Linked DNA regions of Oryctolagus cuniculus: region 2 is linked to region 1. Evidence: chromatin contacts called from public Micro-C data. All regions are on one chromosome and are shown on one strand. The core of a region is the stretch at or near the end of the contact, and the rest is flanking DNA. Distances in the headings are between cores, read along the strand shown. Region 1 has its middle 49 kb from the start of DUSP1. Region 2 holds the start of ERGIC1 (endoplasmic reticulum-golgi intermediate compartment 1).

What was found. Hi-C and Micro-C count contacts between places; a contact is called where the count stands out from the background.
Region 2: a contact with region 1 is called in a Micro-C map of ear pinna, with 2.6 times the contacts expected there. The contact joins the promoter of ERGIC1 here to the enhancer-like site in region 1. A contact is called at or near these places in 2 of 6 Hi-C or Micro-C datasets (ear pinna and psoas muscle).

The regions. Positions count from the first base shown.
Region 1 is chr6:59,272,603-59,278,686 of mOryCun1.1, forward strand. No RefSeq gene overlaps it. Among named protein-coding and RNA genes, the nearest start is that of DUSP1, 49 kb to the right of the region's middle. Within about 2 kb of position 4,144, at least 4 of the 8 cell types and tissues checked have an H3K27ac peak or open chromatin away from gene starts, as enhancers often do. A contact at or near this core is called in ear pinna, where this site is marked.
Region 2 is chr6:59,381,652-59,388,192 of mOryCun1.1, forward strand. ERGIC1 (endoplasmic reticulum-golgi intermediate compartment 1) reads left to right here and starts at 1,804. Exons shown (of 10, transcript XM_051843621.2): 1 at 1,804-1,935. The coding sequence starts at 1,916.

The DNA.
Region 1 (6,084 bases), core at 2,894-5,393:
CAAAGCTGGGCCAGGCTGAAACCAGGAGCCTGGGATGGAATCCAAGTCTCCCATGTGCGTGGCAGGGACCCATGAGTTGAGCCGCCACCTGCTGCCTCCCAGGCGCGTTGGCAGGCAGCTGGACGGGACGCAGGGTAGCCCAGACTTGAACTCCAACATGGGCTGCAGGTGTCCCAAGTGGCAACTTCACCAGCTGCCAAACACCTGCCCTTGGCTGCCCGTTTGCCAGGAAGCAGGGCTGGAGAGACCATCCGGTGGGGGAGAGGATTGCTTTCCTGGCCCTGGTGGTTTTCCCCAGGGCTGTGGTGCTGTGGCAGTGCGGTCACCCTGGGTATGTGCAAGGCTTTGGTTCTGGGCCCCCTGAGATATGCACAGGTGCTCAAGTCCCCCGTGTCAAATGGCGTGGCGTTTGCCCAGAACCTGCTCACATCCTCCACACTTCCAATCAGGCCGATGAACCTGGCACCATGCAATGCTATGCAAACAGCTGGTACACCGGACTCTCCAGGGCACACACACAAGGACAGCATCTTTAAAAAAAATAGAGAAAAGCTATTTATTTATTTGAAAGGCAGAGTTGTACAGAGAGAGGGAGATACAAGAAAGAGAGAGAGAATCTACCATCTGCTGGTTCACTCCCCAAATGGCCACAATGCCCAGAGGTGGTCCAGGCAAAAGCCAGGAGCCAGGAGCTCCACCTGGGTCTCCCATGTGGGTAACAAGAGACCAAGCACCTGGGCCACCCCCACCCCCCACTGCTTTCCCAGGCAAATTAGCAGGGAGCTAGACAGGAAGCAGAGAAGCCGGGACTCCAATCAGTGCTGCAACATGGAATACTGGCATTGTGGGGTGGCTTAACCTGCTGGGCCATGATGCAGGCCCCAACACACGGAATCTTTTTGTACACTTAGTGTTTCACAGAGGGCGATGGGGAGTGGAGGGATGGTTGATGTTCCTCAATCCCACCAAGGGTTCATCTTTTCACATATTTTTCTCTTCTCGCATCACTTCTGATCATCCCTATTTCCTTAGTCATTATCTATTTTATTTGCATTTTTAAAGACTTCTTTATTTGAAAGGCAGAGTTACAGAGAAAGAGAGACAAAAAGAGATGGGGGCAGGGGTGGAGAGAGAATCTTCCATCTGCTGGTTCACTCCCCAGATGGCCACAATGGCCAGGACGTGCCAAGCCCTAAACCAGGAACCAGGAGCTTCATCCAGATCTCCCACATGGGTGGCAGAGGCCCAAGCACTTGGGCCATCTTCTGCCACTTTTCCCAGGAACATTAGCAGGAAGCGGGATTGAAAGTGGAGCCATTGGGAAAGGAACTGGTGCCCATATGGTATGCCGGCAGTGCGGGTAGCAGCTTCATCCACTACGCACTGAATTAAAAAAAAAAAAAAGTTTATAAAAACTTTTTTAAAGAACTGGTGCACTTCCTTTGTTTTTAAAATGTGTGCCTGGTGCCGGTGCCATGGCGCAGTAGGTTAATCCTCCGCCTGCGGCACCAGCATCCCATATGGGCTCTGGTTCTAGTCCTGGTTGCTCCACTTCCAATCCAGCTCTCTGCTGTGGCCTGGGAAAGCAGTGGAAGATGGCCCAAGTCCTTGAGTCCCTACACCCATGTGGGAGACCCAGAAGAAGCTCCTGGCTCCTGGCTTCAGATCGGCGCAGCTCTGGTCGTTGTGGCTGTTTGGGGAGTGAACCAATGGAAGGAAGACCTCTCTCTCTGTCTCTTTCTCTCTCCATCTGTAACTCTACCTCTCAAATAAATAAATAAAATCTTTAAAAAAAATCGTGCCCAGGATATGACTGAGACTGCTCACTGGGACTCTCCCAGGGCTGTCTCCCTCCTGTCCACACCGCCCCCTGTCTGCTCCCCAGGCTCCTCTCAGGGGCCTTGGCTGTCTGAACACTCCCCAGCCAGCCCCCAGGCATGCTCTCTTGCACGCTGAGCTAAAAAGCTCCACAGGCTCCTAATGCAAGCGGCGTTCACCCCTCTCTGCAGGGTCTGCAAGTAACTTCTCCCCTCCCGATGGACTGACTCCACACTCCCTTTGAGCGTGGTCGGAGCAGCTTGGTCCCAGCGGGTCCCTGATTCCCATCCCAGGGCTGAGCACGCTTACTCCAAAAGGATGTCTGCAGAAGAGAGGAAGGAATAAGCTTCGAGACTGGATCCCACAGGATGCGAGGCTGCCCAGTTCCGGGACCAGGCTCCCGTCGGCCGCGCCTTTGCACGCTGGCCACCAGAGGGCGCCACAACCATAGAACTCGTCCAACTCCTTCCCTGGCAGGCAGGGTTTAGTAGGAGGCTATGAGGATGGGGATGAGGGGCTCCCACGTCAGGGGAAGGAGCCGGGCACCTGGGCTCACCAGGACCCCACCCAGAAACCTTGAGAACCAGTGAGGGGAGGCCCAGTGGGGAGAAAACGCTCACGCGTGACCTGCAGCTCGGTGCCCTCCAGGAGCCCCTCAGACACCCCTGCAGGGTGCAGGGGGGTGGGAAGCAGGTGGCTCAGCTCCCCTGGGGAGATCACTGACTGTGCATTCCTCTGCACCCCACCAGTGCCAGCCCCAGGGGTGACCTCTGGCTCTGCCCCACCCATGCTGGTTCTGTGGGCGGCCCTGTGTCTCCTCTCCTTGTTGACCCTTGGGTTTTTCCCATGAAAGCTGGGGGGGTGGGTGGGGGATGGTCCCAATGCAGAAAAGACGCTGGGTTTGGGAATCGGAAGTGGCTGGGTCCATTTGCCTGGGGCTGAGGCAGCCGGGAAAGGAGGGTGGGATTTGCCCTTTGTGATGCCGGACCTCCAGGCTGTGGGTCAGTCCGCCCAGGGCCACGCCCCTGCCCTGCCCCTACACACACACACACACACACACACACCCCGGAACTGAGGAACTCTGGGCGCCAGGTTTAACCTGCCAGTGCCCAGAAGCCACGAGAAGTCCATGGCCAGAGGGGCTGGTGGGTCACTGGTAGCCATTAGTGTTTAGTGGTGAGCTTCATCGGACCAGAGCGAGCTGGGCCAGCGCTCAGCATCCCCTCAGGGTCCTTTCTAACAGACACCCTCCCACATGCCCCTGGCCAGGTAGGCACGGGCCGGGAACTGGAGTGGACAGCACCTCCCTGCCCCCAACACACCCCTCCCGCCGCCCGGGGCCCAGCTTCCTGTTTGCCAGGCCAGCACCAGGCCTGGGGCTGGAGGGCAGGAATGTGGACGTGCTGACGTCAAAGCGTGGCCTAGTTCTGGGGAAGTCGGCATGGGAAGGGCTTCCTGCTGGGCCGCCTTTGATCCCAGGCCTGCTCCACCCAGGGGAGTCAGCGCCTCCCAGGGCTCCAGGAACCTGGCTTGTTCTCTGTGGGTGCCTCCAGGTCGAGCTCAGGGTTCTACCAGGCAGGATGGCCTCTGCCTTCCCAGCCTCAGTCCCCTCGTCTGTAGAGTGGGCATAAAAGGCTGCATCTCATTCATCAGATGCATCGTGGGCTCCCACCATGCGCTCGCTCCTCACTGCACAGGCTAAAGGGATGCAAGCCCCCGTAAGATGAGGCTGCCCTGGCTGCCACGGGGCAGGGAGGGAGGGCTCGGAGGGAGGGGCCGCCAGCAGAGAGAGGCGGCTGCGAGGAGGTGCCGGGCTTCAGGGCTGGTTCCCCGAGTCTGCAGGGGCATCGCACAACACCTGCCTCTCAGCCCTGAAGAGCCACTGAGGCGCGGCCGCTGTGTCTGTGGTGTGCCCCACGTGCCACTTCTCAAGCAAGTCCTGTGTGCCCAGGCCTTTATGTGCGTGTCCTCAGCCAAGCCCGAAGGGAGGAGGCTTGGGATGGGTCCCATTTCACAGAGGGATACACTGAGACTCGGAGAGGTGGGGGAGATCACCAGGATCAGAACGGTGGTCTCCCTGACGTCACAGTGTGTCTCCCCCACCCCCCAGGTGGGGAAGGGACCTCTGGACAGTGGCAGGCAGGGGCCTTGGTCCTGACAAGGCCACCATTTCAGAGCACGCACCGGGAGCCCAGCCCATTCTGCCAACCTGACCCTCAGGTCTTGAACTTGAGGAGGTTGGCATAGGCCATGGGAACCAGTGCACGCGCCTGCCTTCCCCTGCCTTGGGGAACCGCCTGTGCCCCCAGAGCAGGAGTCCTAGCCCCTATCTTGCAGTCCCCACGGGGCTGTGGCCTCAGTTTCCCCAGCTGGGACACTGGGCTGGGGGAAGGGCCTTGGGACAGCCTGGAGGCCCCATGAGAGAGCCTGCCCAGGGGCCCACAGAGCCCTCCACGCCCTCTCTGCCCTTCTCCATGACACTGCCTGGCCCCGCATTGAGGCAAAGACCTGAATTAGAATCCAAACTTGGCCATTCCACAGCTACAGGGCATGGGCCAGGCCCCCTCTGCCGGAGTCCACAGGACAATGCTCTCTGCCCGAGTCCAGGGGACAATGGCAGCCGCGTTTCCAGGAAGCGGGAATGAATCCACTACGTCTTCAAAGTGGCGGATGCACTGTGTGACATACAAGGACCAGCTAATCACTCACAGTGCTTGCTCTGGCTGTCATCGTTGGCTGTGTTTGTTTACACCAGGGACTCCAAGGGCCACCTAAGTGCCCTTCCCCTGAGTCACCAGCAGGGGGCGCCAGACACCCCTTGTTAGCGCCCAAGCCAGCGCTCCTTCCACGCGCAGTCACACAGTTGGTGAGAACCAGCCTCAGCGGGTTAAGGTCCTGGCCTGAAGCACCAGCATCCCATATGGCGGTTCGAGTCCCAGCTGCTCCTCTTCCGATCCAGCTCTCTGCTGAAGCCTGGGAAAGCAGTAGAAGATGTTCCAAGTCCTTGGGCCCCCTGCACCCACGTGGGAGAGCTGGAAGAAGCTCCTGGCTCCTGGAGTCAGATTGACCCACTTCCAGTCATTGCAGCTATTTGGGGAGTGAACCAGCGGATGGAAGACCTCTCTCTCTCTCTGTCTCTACCTCTCTTTCAAATAAATAAAATAAATCTTAAAAAAAAAATAAAAGAAGTGGAGGCCCCTCTGGAGGGTTTCTGAGCCTGTTAACCCCAACAATGCTCCAGGCCCACCTCCATGGGGGAGGCGGCTGGGATCTCTCCCCACCAGCTTCCCCTCCTTGCCCCTCCACGGACCCCTAACGCCCTCTCTCCTCCCCTCTGTCTTCTCTACCATTCTTCCTTCTTTCTCTCATTGCGCTCCTACTATGCGCCAGGGTCTATACCGTGAACCAGGAGTGCACAGGGAACTAAGACCCTGCCCTGGGAACCTCCAGGCTACAGGGAAAGAGGGGACCGGTGATGAATAAGCAAGTGAGAAGGAGGAGGAACATCTCACCGCCCTGGCGAGCTTCTGGAGAAAATCAGACAAGGATTGGATGGAAGCGACCACGGCTGACGTGGGCCGAGTGCTCACCAGGGGCCGGGCACAGGTTCGCCCCCACTTTACAGGTGGGGGAGCTGCAGGAGGAACCACAGGCACAGCAGGGTCTTCAGAGGTCCGGGAGGTCCCCAAGGCCACTGGTGAGAAGAGGGCAGAGAGAACGGAGCACAGCTGGGCACATGTGTTTATCCTGTCCTGCGTGCCCGGCTGGGCTGCCCGTGTTGTTTCATGTACATCGTCATCACCACCCAGAGTCCCCTCGCGGTTATGACCCTGGGGGCCTAGGAGGAAAGGTGGCCTGCTCGAGGTCACAGTCAGGGAGTGGCGGACTTGAGACTTGACCGACCCAGGCTCCCTGTGCCCCAGAAGCCACAGAGCCACCCAGAGAGCTGGCTGCTCTTCTTCAGGCCCTGCAGGCTCCCTGGCCATCGCCGTCCAGATTCTTTGAGCTCGCCCACCAGCAAATGTAGTCCACAGCTTCCTGGTCCCACTGTCCAGGTCTAGCACCAGCCCTCCCGTCAACCCGGCTGTTTTCCTCCTCCGCCACACTGTCGTGGTCTATAACTGTCACATGAACTCGCGTGCAGTTGCTTTCCCCGCCAGACTCTACCCTGACCTCTGCGGATCTCGGCACCTCCCAACCGTGTGCCCTGCGCTCCACCGCATGGCCGTGCGGATGCCGCCCTGGGTAAACACACCACGAATGAGA
Region 2 (6,541 bases), core at 554-3,053, 110 kb after region 1:
TGGCCCAGGGCAAACAGGCTCTATTCAATGGAGTACCCCTGTCCTTTGATTCTATGTGAAGGTGAAGGCAATGTCGGCACGCCAGCCCCCACCACGCATGATCAGTGCTGGATGTGGCCTGCAAGTGGGCTCCCGCACACATCTTCTCTTGGGACTCCACTGGCTGCTCCTCCCACCTCCCCACACGGGGCAGGCATGTGGCTGAGGGTTGGGCATGGTGGGGGACACTACACCTACACTGAATGAATGAACACTGAAGAGGAGCAAGCAAGGTGCCTGGGGATGGTGGGATCCTCCAGTCCCAGAGTCTCATTCATGATTTCAACATTCGGGGCTAGGCTTTTTTTGTTTGTTTGGTTTTGGTTTTTTTGACAGGCAGAGTCAGAGAGAGAGAGGGCGAGAGAGATAGAAAGGTCTTCCTTCCGTTGGTTGGTTCACACCCCCTCCCCCCTCCCAAATTACTGCTACAGCTGGTGCTGGGCCGTTCCGAAGCCAGGAGCCAGGTGTTTCTCCTGGTCTCCCATGGGGTGCAGGGCCCAAGCACTTGGGCCATCCTCCACTGCCTTCCCGGGCCACAGCAGAGAGCTGGCCTGGAAGAGGGGCAACCGGGACAGAATCCGGCACCCTGACTGGGACTAGAACCCGGTGTGCCGGCGCCGCAGGTGGAGGATTAGCTTAGTGAGCCGCAGCGCTGGCTAGGCCTCTTTTGCAAGTGGGTCAGGCACTTGTTGAGTAAGTGAATGAATGGTGAGGGAATACAGGAGGCCAGAGGGAAGGGGAAGCATTTGACCAGGCCATGTGTGCGCTCCGTGGGAAGGGTTTGGGTCCATGACCACTCCACCCAGACCCCACCTCAGCAAGGCACCGGGCTCCCCTCTTTACGGAGGAGAAAACTGCGCCCCTTTGCCTTCCTCCTGGAGGTGGGGTTCAAACCCAGTGTTGTCACAACCGTGAACCTTGGGAGAGTTCAAGGCTACATGTCTTTTGTGCGTCTGAACTACATTCCCTAACCCAGCAGAAAGCGAGGAAGTAGCTTTCTATTTCTGCTTTTGAGGAATAAACCAAGGCTCGAAAGCTGGGGTGACTCGCACAGTCCACCTGGGACGAAGTCACTGTGCAGTCGCCTGTCTGCCTCCCAGACACCCGTGCACGAGCTGGATAGCGTGGGCTCGGAGCAGGTGCTCAGCGAATACCCGCCGCAGCGAACCCGGGTGGCAGCAGCTACCAAGCCAAACACAAGAGCCGGGGGTGGCGGCACCCTTAGCAGGCGTCAGGCACTGCGCCAAGCCCGTCTTCCAACTCCCCCTGTGGAGTCCCGGGGACCCCCTCCTCCCTCCAGGCGGTGTCCTCCTCTTCGTGCGGATGTGGGCAGGGGCGGGGGGCTCGGAGAAGCCCGTGGACTTTCCCAGAGAGGCACAGCAAGGGTGGGGCTGCCCGACCTCCCCCCCTTCCCCTAGCAGGAGCCGTGCGTGGCTCAAACCTGGATCATCCCCCGTAATGCTCTTAGCTCAGGGCAACCGCTTCGCCAAGGCATACCCCGGGGCCCTGAGAACCAGGGGCACGCGCCCGAGTCCACGCACAGAGAACGTGCAGGACAGCAAAGCTGCGGCTTAAAGGAACCTCCGCATGGCACCGGCGGGCACCGAGCCCCTCCGCTGGCCGGCCCGCGGGCCCTTTGACCACGCGGCGGAAGGGGCGGACGGGCGGTGCGGCGTCCAATAGGCTGCGCAGTCCAATAGGCTGCGCAGGCGTCACTTCCTGGAGAGGGCGGGGCGGGGCGGGGCGGCTCTCGCCGGCGGGCGGGCGGCCGGCGGGGGCGGGGCGGCGCGGAGGCGTCGGCGGCGGGCTGGGACCCACGCGGCGCCGCGGCCCGCCTGGCCTGCAGCGCTCCCGGCCCGGCGGCGGCGGCGGCACGATGCCCTTTGACTTCAGGAGGTGAGTGTGGCGTCTGCCCGCGCTCTGCACGCCGCTGACCCCTGAGCCCTGCACGCTGAAGTGGGCCCCCGCCCCATGCATGCCTCGAAGGCCCGCGGGGACCCCCCAGCGTGTCCCTGCTGCCCGCGGAGCCAGCCAGAGCCAGAGGGGCCCCCGCCTAGGCCTGCGTGTGGCGGGGGACAAACCCACCCCCTTTCTTCCGCCCAGCCCCCTCTCCAGTCTGCCCGGACACCTTGCATCCGCCTGGACCCCCGAACTGAGAAATAGGACGACTCCCTCCCCCAGCTGGGAGTAGCTCAGCATCTTTTCCTTCGTGTTGCTGAACCTCCTTTAGTGGACCCCAGCTGACAGGTGGGGCTGGGGCGCCTCCAGGGAGCCCCCAGGAATCCACAGGGGTCTGCAGTCCCTTCCGGCCTGGCAACAGCTGGAAGGTTTTAGGTTTCCACAGCCTGGGGCCCTTCCAGGCTGGGCAGATCGGAAGGCCTGTTCCCCTAGGCCTGCCTCTGTGCTCTAGGTGTGGGGGCACCACGGTAAGGGGAGGAGGCCCAGGAGCCTGAGGCCTGGAGCGGGTTTGGCCTTAGCTTTCTGCAGCCCCACAATGGGTCCTTTGTGGGGTCTGCCTGTGTGCTGGGCCTGACCTTGCTTTCTGGAAGTCTGCTCTGGGAGGGGTCTCCCCCAGGTGGTTACCTAGAGGTGTGAACCCCAGGGGATGCCCTGGCCTCACGCAGGCACACTGACAGTGTCTGGCTGGGAAAACGGCAGGGCTTTGGCCAGAGGAGGAGCTGGGTTAGAACCCTGGCCGAAGGTTCTACGAAGCAGCTAACTCTGGCTCTGCCGCCTCTATGGTCAGCTTGGTATATTCTAGAAGTTAGGTGCAAAGACGCTAGCTCCAGCCTCACTCATCTGCAAGTGTCTGAGCCATCTCCGTTTGACCACCTGCAAATTGGCGTGAAAATAAGGCCCCTGCCTGCAAGGACTGAGTGCATGAGACACCTTTAGCAGGGTTTGCATGGCTTAGAGCTCAGAGGTAGGGCAGTGGTGGATGGGGGCTTCTCTGGAGAGGTTTCTCTCTGTCCCTAAGACAGATCCCAATGCCTAAGCCGCCCTTGCCTCCTGCCTATGAGATGTAGATGAAGTCAGCATAAAGTGATAGAGTACCCAGAAGAGAAAGGTCACTGGCCTGCAGGGACCCCCATGGCATGAGAGCAAGTTGGGGTTCACGGCCTGGAGGGGACACGAGCCTTGGGTCTCTTGACTGGCTGACGTGGTTTTCCAACCTGTCCCGGGTACTGATAACATCTGGCAAATATTTGCCAACTTTCTGCACCTTCCAGGCAGCCGTGAGGCTGGCATCAGGGTCCCCGAGACAAATGTCTTCGGTTTCCACCAGGGAGAGCCCCTATGATGGAATCCAGGTGTAGTCTTAATCCCACCAGGTAACTTCTGGGCCGTGAGAGCTGGAATTGGCACGTTGACTCCAGGTTCCACAGAGCCTCTGCTTCATCTAGGCTGGCGATAAAGATTCCTGTCCCCTCCTCAGTCTGCATGCGATTCAGAAAGTGCTGGTGGTTTGGGGCTTGTATAAATCACTGCTTTTGGTCATTATCTCATTATCTATGCTTTTGGTTTGTATCTCACCCCATCTTTCAGGGATAAGTTGGGGCTTCAGGGCTGAGGGTCTTGCCCTAGACCTCATGGATACAAGATGGGAAGGGTAGGCCAGGGTCCCCGGTCAAGCATAGTCCCCTAGCCTTGTGCTGATAAGTTGAAGGTTTGGGGTACAGGTGAGCTGAAGCAAGGAAAACAGGTGGTGCCAACTGCAGCCTTTGGCCTTGGAGGGGCCTGGCTGTGGACAGCCCTGTAGAAGGCCTTGATGGAAGTGGGGAAAGGGGCCAGGCCTGAGCAGCTGGCTGCCCTGGGGGCCCCTGGCCCTGCTTCAGGTTCTGAGTGCCCAGATGCCATCAGGCCCCAGCTAGATGAGGTGTTTGAATAAATTCCTCAAGGGCGTGGACTCCTGGAAGAATGGAGAAAATGTATTCAGCATTCTGTGTTTGCACCTTGGAGGTTGTGCCATTAGTTCCTGAAAACCTGCAATCTGTTAATTACAAGGCTCCAGGGCTTGGTTCTAAGGCAGATCCCACCATCCCCAGGCGCCTCGCTCCTCTTCACTGTTCATTCATTCATTCATTCAGTGTGGGTGGAGTGTCCCCCACCATGCCCAACCCTCAGCCGCATGCCTGCCCCGTGTGGGGAGGCAGCCAGTGGGATCCCAGAGTCCACTTGCAGGCCACATCTAGTACTGGTCACACATGGTGGGGGCTGGCATTGCCAGCATTGCCTGGTCATCTGATGGAGGGAAGCTTCACCTTCACGTGGAATCAAAGGACAGGGGTACTCCATTGAATAGAGCCTGTTTGCCCTGGGCCACGCAGTGCATGAGCTGGGGTTTGAACTCAGAGCTGTGGGGTAAAGGGAGGGCTTGCAGGTCCCCCAAGTCGGTCAGGTCTTTGGGCAATGTTGGGGAGTGCAGTAGGGCAGGCTGTGGTGAGAGGTCCTGCCCCAGGTCCAGGCCAAGGAGCTAAGCAGGCCTCCTGCTTGTGCTGTTCCTCTTAAGACAAGGTCAGGCAGGGCCAAGCTGCCCTCTGCCCGTTCCTATGATAACGCCTTGTTTTCCTACTTCTGTAGGAACGTGCACAGCTTGTGTAGCGCTGGTGTGCTTACCTGTCTGTGAAATGGAAATGGTTATCGTAGTCACTGAAGCAGGATTGCTGCGGATGTGTGTGTACAGCGTTCAGACAGCAGGTGCCCATTTTGGCCACTGTGTTCATTATTTGTATCATTTCTCTTAAGCACAAGTAATCTAACACTCTGTATAATTCCCTTGCTTATTATGCTTGTTCTCTGTCTGCCTCCCATTAGTACCTGAGCTCCCGAGGGCAAGAATTTTTACCTGGTGAATTCCAGGTTATAGTGCTAGCACCGTGATGGGTGCTTGAGCCAGACTCATCCCTCAGAAATGCCTCTTGAGGTTTGTCCAGGGAAGCCGGAGGCATAGCAAATGGATACACCAGTTCTTCCTGTCCTGGGCAGGTTGTCAGCCCTGAGTTCTCCCTCCTCTGACCTTGGATTTACTTTTTCTAAGTTGTTTGGTAGCTAGGAGGAGGTGGCAGAATTCAGAGGAAGGATCCTGGCCTTAAATGATAAACCATGTTTGCATTGCTCCTGTTACATGGTTTTATTATTAGCTGGACCTGTGCACTTGTGCGACTGGCCTCATGACCTAGATCCGTGGGCGTTGTACCCAGTTCCGGCTGGCCTGGGGCCAAGAGCACCTGCCACGTGTGTTCTGGAGGCCAGCCTAGGAGGGGGAAGGGCATGGGTAACAGCACTGGGCAGTTCCTGCATCCCAAGCCCAGTGGAGCCTGAGCTCTTTTTGGCTCAAGTTGAAACCACAAGCCCAGGGCTGCCCCTGGCCTGCCGTTGTCCAGCTGTGCCCTGGGACAGTTGATTTCCCCTACCACAGCCTCAGTTTCTTCATGTGAAGCAAGGGATGGTAACCCTCAGTCTCTGACCTGGTAGGGCAGCTGGCGGGCAGGGGAGATGTCCTGGTGGTGGAGGACCAGATACATAACCTGCAGAGCTTACTGAAGAGCTGTTAGGAAAAAGCAGCAGCGGAGCATGAAGCCAAGGGTGAACTGTGCTGAGCAGGTGACCCTGTAGGACTGCAGGGGGTGTTTGGTCATGACCGTGGGCCTGCTGCAGTGCCTTTGGGACGGCCCCCATCACCCCTCACTCTGACCTTCCAGGTAGTCTCTCCCCCTCCAGGAGACCCCAGATCTCCTCAAGACCCCCCAGGCGAGCTTTCCAAAGCATATATGATTTTTCTCATCTCCTGGTTTCGGCCTCCCAGTGGGTGTCCTTGCTCTGGGCTTCCTAGTGCATGTGTCTTTGCCTGCTAGGGCCCCTGCAGAGCCCTGTCGCCCCTCAGTCCCTGCACCCTGCTAAGCCTCAGCCACTGTAGGGAGCTCCACACACACAGTGAGCCCTCAGCAGAGAGCAACCAACCTGAATGCCTGTGTTCCTACTCTGCCTCTCTGCAGAGAAATCCAGGAAGCCAGCAAGACCCACTGTGCAACACGGTTAAGAAAATATAAATAGACCTGACAGGGCAAAAAGGAAATACTAAATTAGGCCACAGAGAAAATTATGTGGAAAGAGCCAGTGTTTTATGTTTGTTGAGCATTTATTAGTACCAGGCGTGATTGTAAGAATCTTACGTGTATGAGTGTTCTTCAAAAAGTGTGGGAAAACGGGGCAGGTGTTGGACATAGCAGTCAAGACCCTGTGGGACCCCTGGGTTTGAGTACTGGCTCAGCTTCTGATTCCAGCCTCCTGCCAGTGTGCAGGTGAATACCTCAAATACTTGGGTCCCTGCCACTTGGAGACCTGGATTGAGTTCCTAGGTTTGGCCTGGACCAGCTTTGTCTATTGGCAAGCAGTTAGGGAGAGAACTGATAGATGGGAACTTTCTCTCTCTCTTTCTGTCTGCCTTTCCAAATAAATAAATTTGTATTTCAAAATTTTAGAAGCTTGTAGAAAGATGTAA